Regions from separate parts of the Oryzias latipes genome. Here region 1 is linked to region 2. A link is a contact called in public Hi-C data. All regions are on one chromosome and are shown on one strand. Each heading gives the region's core, a stretch centred on a gene start, on an enhancer-like site or on the middle of the called end of the contact. The rest is flanking DNA. Distances are from core to core; before and after follow the strand shown.

The links. A called contact is a pair of places that touch in the nucleus more often than the background predicts.
Region 1: a contact with region 2 is called in a Hi-C map of gastrula embryo, with 2.5 times the contacts expected there. The contact joins the promoter of chodl here to the promoter of LOC110014316 in region 2. A contact is called at or near these places in 3 of 5 Hi-C or Micro-C datasets (embryo, fibroblasts and gastrula embryo).

The regions. Positions count from the first base shown.
Region 1 is chr20:1,570,284-1,573,714 of ASM223467v1, forward strand. chodl (chondrolectin) reads left to right here and starts at 1,649. Exons shown (of 8, transcript XM_011473572.3): 1 at 1,649-2,800. The coding sequence starts at 2,719.
Region 2 is chr20:1,308,747-1,311,966 of ASM223467v1, forward strand. It overlaps LOC110014316, which reads left to right and starts at 1,968. Exons shown (of 3, transcript XM_020701115.1): 1 at 1,968-2,761. The coding sequence starts at 2,636.

The DNA.
Region 1 (3,431 bases), core at 399-2,898, 260 kb after region 2:
TTGAGCAAAATAAGAAATGCAACGTCATTTATCATGTCACACCTGGGTCAAAGGCAGTATAATATTAATGTTATTTAGAGCTGTGTCAAATGAACTTGAACAGGGTTCTGGGCTGTACCAGGTGATCACTCAGTTAAAGGTGGACAAACCTTTTTAAAGTCAGATGGACACAGAAGGGTCTCCACCTCATCCGTAAATGAGTCCTCCTACAGTCAGAGCAGCTGCCCGCTGATCAGACACTTGCCTGAATCTGCCACACAAATTACAGATACGGAGGATCTGCATTGATCAGCCGCACTTTGCTCGAGCACAGATTGACAGATTGTGTGTTCGTGTTCGTTAGGTCATCGCTATGGTAAACAAGCCCATCTGGGATCGATTCATGTTGGCAGAAATTCATTTCTATTCAGCTCACATGTGAAAACAGACATGAATACTTACAACAGAATCATAGGTGTAATCAGTAATCTATTACTCTGATACATTCAGTAATTGCAGTAGCATCTGGCTTTCTAGTCTATTGGCTAGACAATTGTGTGGCCTGCAATTAAAGTCTAGGAAATGAGTGCACACAGGCCAGAGGCCTTCAGAATGACCATGTAGATCCAGCCAAGCTTTATCTGGTCACCATGGTGATGTGGGTTGGACTCACTCAACGTACTGTAGAAGTATATTGCAAAACAGGCTAATTTTAAATTGAACCCCTCTGGCTGGACTTTTCCAACGAGGCTGAGGAGTGTGACTCCCCAGAACACCCTCTGCTCCACCTTCTTGAAAAGGGAACCACCACCCCTGTCTGCCAGTCCCGTGATACAGTTCCCAACTCCCATGTTGTGCGTGGAAGTGAGCCCAACAATATTTAGCCGCTAACTCTCAGCCTCCCGCATAAGCTCAGCTTCCGTCCCCCCAGATAGGTGACTATCCATGTACCAAAAGCCAACTCCATGACCAAGGTTTGGGCCACCAAGGCACCTGCCTTTCACCCCCAAACCATGCTGCACTGGCCCCTTTGAGCTGTTTACAGGTGGACCCATGGGAGGATGGTCCCACGTCGTTCCTTCAGGCTGGAAACAACCAGGGCCCACACGAGGAGCCCCAGTCTCCAGACGCTTGCTTGGGAGCCCCGACCTCAAGCCTGGCTCAAGAATGGGGTCCTGGTGACACTAATCCGGGCGATAGAGCAGAATCTTTTAGCTTCTCACGACAGGGCTCTGAGCGGCTCTGTGTCTGGCTCGTCACCCAGGACCTGTCTGCCATGGGAGACCCCACCAGGGGCAGAAGCCCCAGACAGCTTAGCTTCTGGGATCCTTAAGCTCTGAAACTCCTCCAGCATGTGGGGGACTGGGTGTGTGTGTGTGTGGTGGTGGGGGGGGGGGGGGGGGAGGGGGGTTATTTTACTTCCATCTCTACAGCCACATCACTAACAGATAACTTAATTTTATCATTAGCTTTTTTCCCTCAGCAGTTTTTTCCCCTGCCTTTTACCCATCAGCACTGGGATGCCTCCATGTGGTTACGGTCTGTGTTTTTGATAGGGGATCCAACAGGACTGAAAATGTCAACCAGTGAGAGCCGGAAGTCGGCGTGTGCACAGCACGAGGCTCAGTGTCTCTAATCCTGCACTTTACTGCTTAATGCATTCTGGTAAGAACCAAACAATGTAATGACAATAAAGCTGAATGGAATCTAATCATTCCATACCTGAGGGCGTCGCAGGTCAGCTACGTTACTGTGTGACAGTGTGGTCCAAATACCTGATAATACCAATAAAAACCTCAGCCACACCTTACTGTTGAGTTTATTTCAGTTTCTGTTTAATCATATGAGGGTTAGCAGCTACAGGTAAAAACTGACATTTTGATGCTCCTTAGAGGAGTCTGAACATGAGGCTTTGGGGCCCCTGGTGGCTCGGGGGCCTTAAGCAATTGCCTAGTTTCCCTTTAGCAAGAAAAAGATTTTAGTTTGTCCATCTTCATTCTGCCCTCTTGCTGTGGCAGTTAACAACATATTTCTTTAATCGATTAACAAGTAAATGAACATACAGTCTTTCTCATCTATTTCCTGGACTCTTACCTCCTCAGCAACTAACTTATTTCTTCTGTCTCAGTATTGTCGTTTGTCTGCTTCCTGTTCCCTCTCTGACCATCACAGACTGCCTGACCCGAACGATCATCTTATTCCAACTATGTTAAAACACTTAAACAACATTATAACATCAACTATTTAACATTTAAAAGACATTTGTGTGAATCATGTAAATGTTTCCACTGTACATAAACCCACAAACACCCCAGGTGATGAGGCCTCATTTGGGATTTCATTTAAAGTTGTTTCAAAAATGCACACACGTGTGCGCATGTGTCTTCTCTGCACAAATGTTGAGAGAATTCCTGCTTGTCCAGATCAATACCGGGGAAGTGTTGCTCATAACTGCAGGTTCCAGAGGGAGACGCTGCTCATTGTTCAGCTGCAGCCAATCAGCTGGATAAGTGAATTAAAGTGTGTGTGTTCGAGTGCACACGAGTGTGTGGGAGGGGGGTAATGAAAGAGGATGATCCAGCTGGGGCTCTGATCGATCAATGGGGAGGGGGCAGCAGCAGAAAGCCTTCTCTCCCTTGTGCTTCACCTCAGAAGCACACAAACACGACATGAGAGGACGCCGACAGCAGCTGCTTTTACTTTCAAACTTAGCCTCTATTTTCACGGATTTCTCTGAAGATGATGCCTCTCTGCCCACCGATGCTGCTGATGTGTGCCGTCATGGTGGCTGCGCGCCTGAAGGCGGCCAGGGTGCTGAGTGGTGAGTGCGATGCTGCTCCTCAGACTCTGAGGTTCTCTCAGATGTTCGTCTATGTTCTCAGAGAGGTTTCACGTTTCTTCAGATGCTCTTTTGTGTTTCTTGTCTAGTTCTTGTGTGTATAGATGTCCTGTCTTGTGTCTTGTGGCGTTCCTTCATACTGTCCATCCGTCCATTAGAACGTCATCCCCGTTCCTTCTCCCATCTTGTTTTAGATATTTTCTGCTGTTCTTTCAGATGTTTTTTCTCGTTTCTGCATGTGGTCTCCCATGTTCCTTTTGGAGCTTTTAGGAGGCTCTTATTTCATCCTTAAGACCTTCTGTCGTGGACTCTCAGAGGTTTTCTTGTGTTTCTGTAATAGTTTCTTTTCTTTAATCTTTTATTAGACAACTTTTTACATACAGAAGTTCCCTTCTGCTCCCTCAGAATCAGCATATTTCATGTTCCTGTAGATTTTGTGGTTAATTTCATCCTCATTTATGTTTTCATGTTCAGTCAGACATTTTCTTCAGATTCCAGATCCCTCTTCTCCTGTTTTTCTTCCAACATTCTCCTAAATGACTTTAGGTACCTTCCCCAGTCCTGCATTAGCAGAGAACAACAATAGAGAAATATTTTTTACACGGTGCAGTCA
Region 2 (3,220 bases), core at 718-3,217:
TGCTTCATCAATTGACATCATGTCCCTGCCAGGAAACCTGCTCCTTCCTGATCCCCTCACCGCTCACTACACACCTTCTACACGTTTATCAGTCAATCAAATCCACACACTTTTCTCTCTTGGAGAGACGGGTGGATGGATGGATGGATGGATGGATGTTATGAAAGCATCTTTTTTAGTGACTTGTCTCTACATTAGAGGTGTCTCATGTTTGTCTCACACCTAAAACGTCTTTAAGCATCAGAATCAGAAGCACAGAGATGTTTCTCTGAATTTCTATGCGCTTTAACGTTTTTAGATTTGACATAACATTTCACAGAAGTGGCGTTAAAAGTAAATGACTTGTTCTTACACACACACACACACACACACACACACATACATTCATGGCGGATTCTGCAATAATCTTTTCTGATCAGTTGTGATGCGTTGTGTATTTGTTCTGTTACAGGTGGTGCACATCACTATAGAAGACCTGTGGAAAATTGAAGGCAGTTAAAGTGTGTGAGCTGTTGGGAAGTCATCCTATAGATGCTGGAATCACACTTCCTGTTGGTTTTGTTGTTAGCTCCTTCGTTGGTGTTCTGTCCATGAGGGAATGAAGAGAGCAGAGGGTTGACCTTCTGAGTGATGTGCATTACTGAGTTCAGTCACATGACCTTGTTGGTCAGCTTTGGTCTTGTTCCTGGAGACCTGCAGGAGAACACCCCCCCCCCCCCCCTTTGCATTTAAACAGAGGTATTCATAGGTGGGTATTCTTGTGAAAAAAAAAGCTTCAATAAAATCTGAGGTCAGTGTTGAATTTATGGCTTGAAATGTTCTAATTTACATGTTTGCACAACACAACTTAGAACCAACTCTGCATAGAGACCACACTGTTCTGCATTTAGACCTGTGCTAAAAGCACCACCATTGAGTCATGGATCTGAGTTTTCCTGAGTAGCGAGTAAAGTCCAGACTCATCCTGCAGCCCACTGCAAAGCATTTCCAGAACCAGGCTTCCACACACCACTCTGTCTCCCCAGAGCTGCCCCACCAAACGGGGTCATCTAGGCAGAAACTGAAGGTACCTGTCGAGTCCCCCACTGTCCAGCAGGAGGCAGACAAGATCCACGGGCAGAATCAACTTGCCCTCCCTGCACTGTCTGCCCCGGACGCATGAATCCTTCTGTGACTCAGATGTCGTTTTTTAAATAAAGTTTCAAATTATAGAGGAGGACAAATAATCTAACTCACAATGGATTTATCCAACCATGCACTTAAAAAGCACATGAATTATTAATCATAAGAACTCCACACATTATATCTGAAGGTCACAAATAACCAAAGTGAATAACAAAAGAGGTATTAAGACATTTGAAACATGTTCAGCCCTTTAAACTACTCACAAAAACAGCTGGCCCAATTTTCCATGACACCAGATTCCTTAACAGAAATGTTAACCAAAAGGAAATATTTTAACGAGAATAACAGAATTATAGAAACACGTGCTTAGAACATTAAAACAACACACTAAGAAACAAAGTTTTGACATGATTCAATCCCACACAAATCCAAGAGATGTCATTTAAACGTTTATATAGAAATGACTCCGAAGTAAGAATGTTAAAGAAAAGGTGAAGCCACAAGGTTTGGTTCACTAACAAGTAATGAACAAAAATCAAAGTTTGCCAAAAGAAATCTAGCCTCCATTCTATGCAGTATCATGACACAAAAGCCCTGTGGACATTTGTCCTGCGAACAACGAAAAAACACCCCAGCAGGAAGAGTGACGGCCAAACAAGTGACTCCAGCCCACGAAGGACCCTTGATGATGTCAGGGCAGGTCAAAGGTCAACTGGGACCAAACATTCAGGCGGTACATGAAATATAAATGATGTATGGAAAGTCTTGTTTGGACGTGTGTTGTATTTAAATAAACAAAGACTGCCAATCATTTTTCCGCAACTTTATTTTAATACCAAAGTTTCAATTTGAATTGAATTTTACTGCTGTGAAACGGTCGTCCAGACAGGCGTCCCGCCTAAATTTGAGCTCAGAGAACTGTGATGAGGTCTGTAAGTCTGAGCGTGGAATGAGCTCAGCGGATGTTAAAGCCTGAGAGGAGCCTCCATCAGCTGCTCCTCCACTGAGACGAGCTCTTGAGCTTCTCAAAGGCATCAAAAGTGAACTCCATATTTAAAGGGTAGGGGGGATTTGGGAATGGACTGTCCCACAGAGCTCTGCATGTAGGAATGGCCTCTTCAGGATTTAGATGTTGCTTCTGTTGGAATGCTGAGTCTAGGATTTCCCTTCCAGCTGAGTGACCTGCTGGTTCCAAAGGGCTCCAGCCTTCCTGTGCACACCTGTTGACACTCGGCTCAGGTTTACCTGCTGCTGTGGAGGTGCAGGAGCTGTCAGTGCTGTATTTATAGCACTGCTTCTTAGTGTCTTTCCTCGCCGTCAGTGGATTAAGCTCAGCTGATGTAAGCCCTCATCCCTGGAGTTCACTGGACCTGCAGAGGAACGACAATGCTGTTAGACTTTCTGCTGCTGCAGGTTAAGAGGCAAAGGCCAGTTTGGGATTCCTGGCTGGATCTGTTGATCTGAATAAACCGAGACGGGAGCACAGGAAGGAAGGACAAAGCTCCATGGCATGAGGCTGCTGAAAGGCGCTGAGGCCGGATGTGTGAGGAGCATCATGGGAGCAGTGCTAAGCTCAGTCGCTGCCCACATTTGGGCTTTTCTGGTGTTCTACGCCGACGTCTTAAAGCTCTGGAGCGTAAGTATGAAAGCCGTGGCAGGATGCAGAAAAGTGTTTGATGTGAGTGTCTATGTACAGCTCTCAGGAATATGTCTGTCTGTCTGTCTGTCTGTCTGTCTGTCTGTCTGTCTGTCTGTCTGTCTGTCTGTCTGTCTGTCTGTCTGTCTGTCTGTCTGTCTGTGTCTCTCTCTCTCTCTCTCTCTCTGTCAAAACAATTTGTACAAACAGCAAAACACTATGGATTGATTGATGATTGATTGATGGAATTGGTGTGGTCTTCCTACACCTCTTGTCGTTCCTGTATGTTAGGACACAAATTCTCATCCACATCCTCTCTTATATCCTCTCTTGCAATGCAGCGAAATATGTTTGTCACATTATGACAACCTGGTCAACCATTTTGCAGTTAATGACTTATACGATGAACTAATGACTAGGTGTTTTGAGGAGTAAGACTATTGCACAGTGAACTAGATA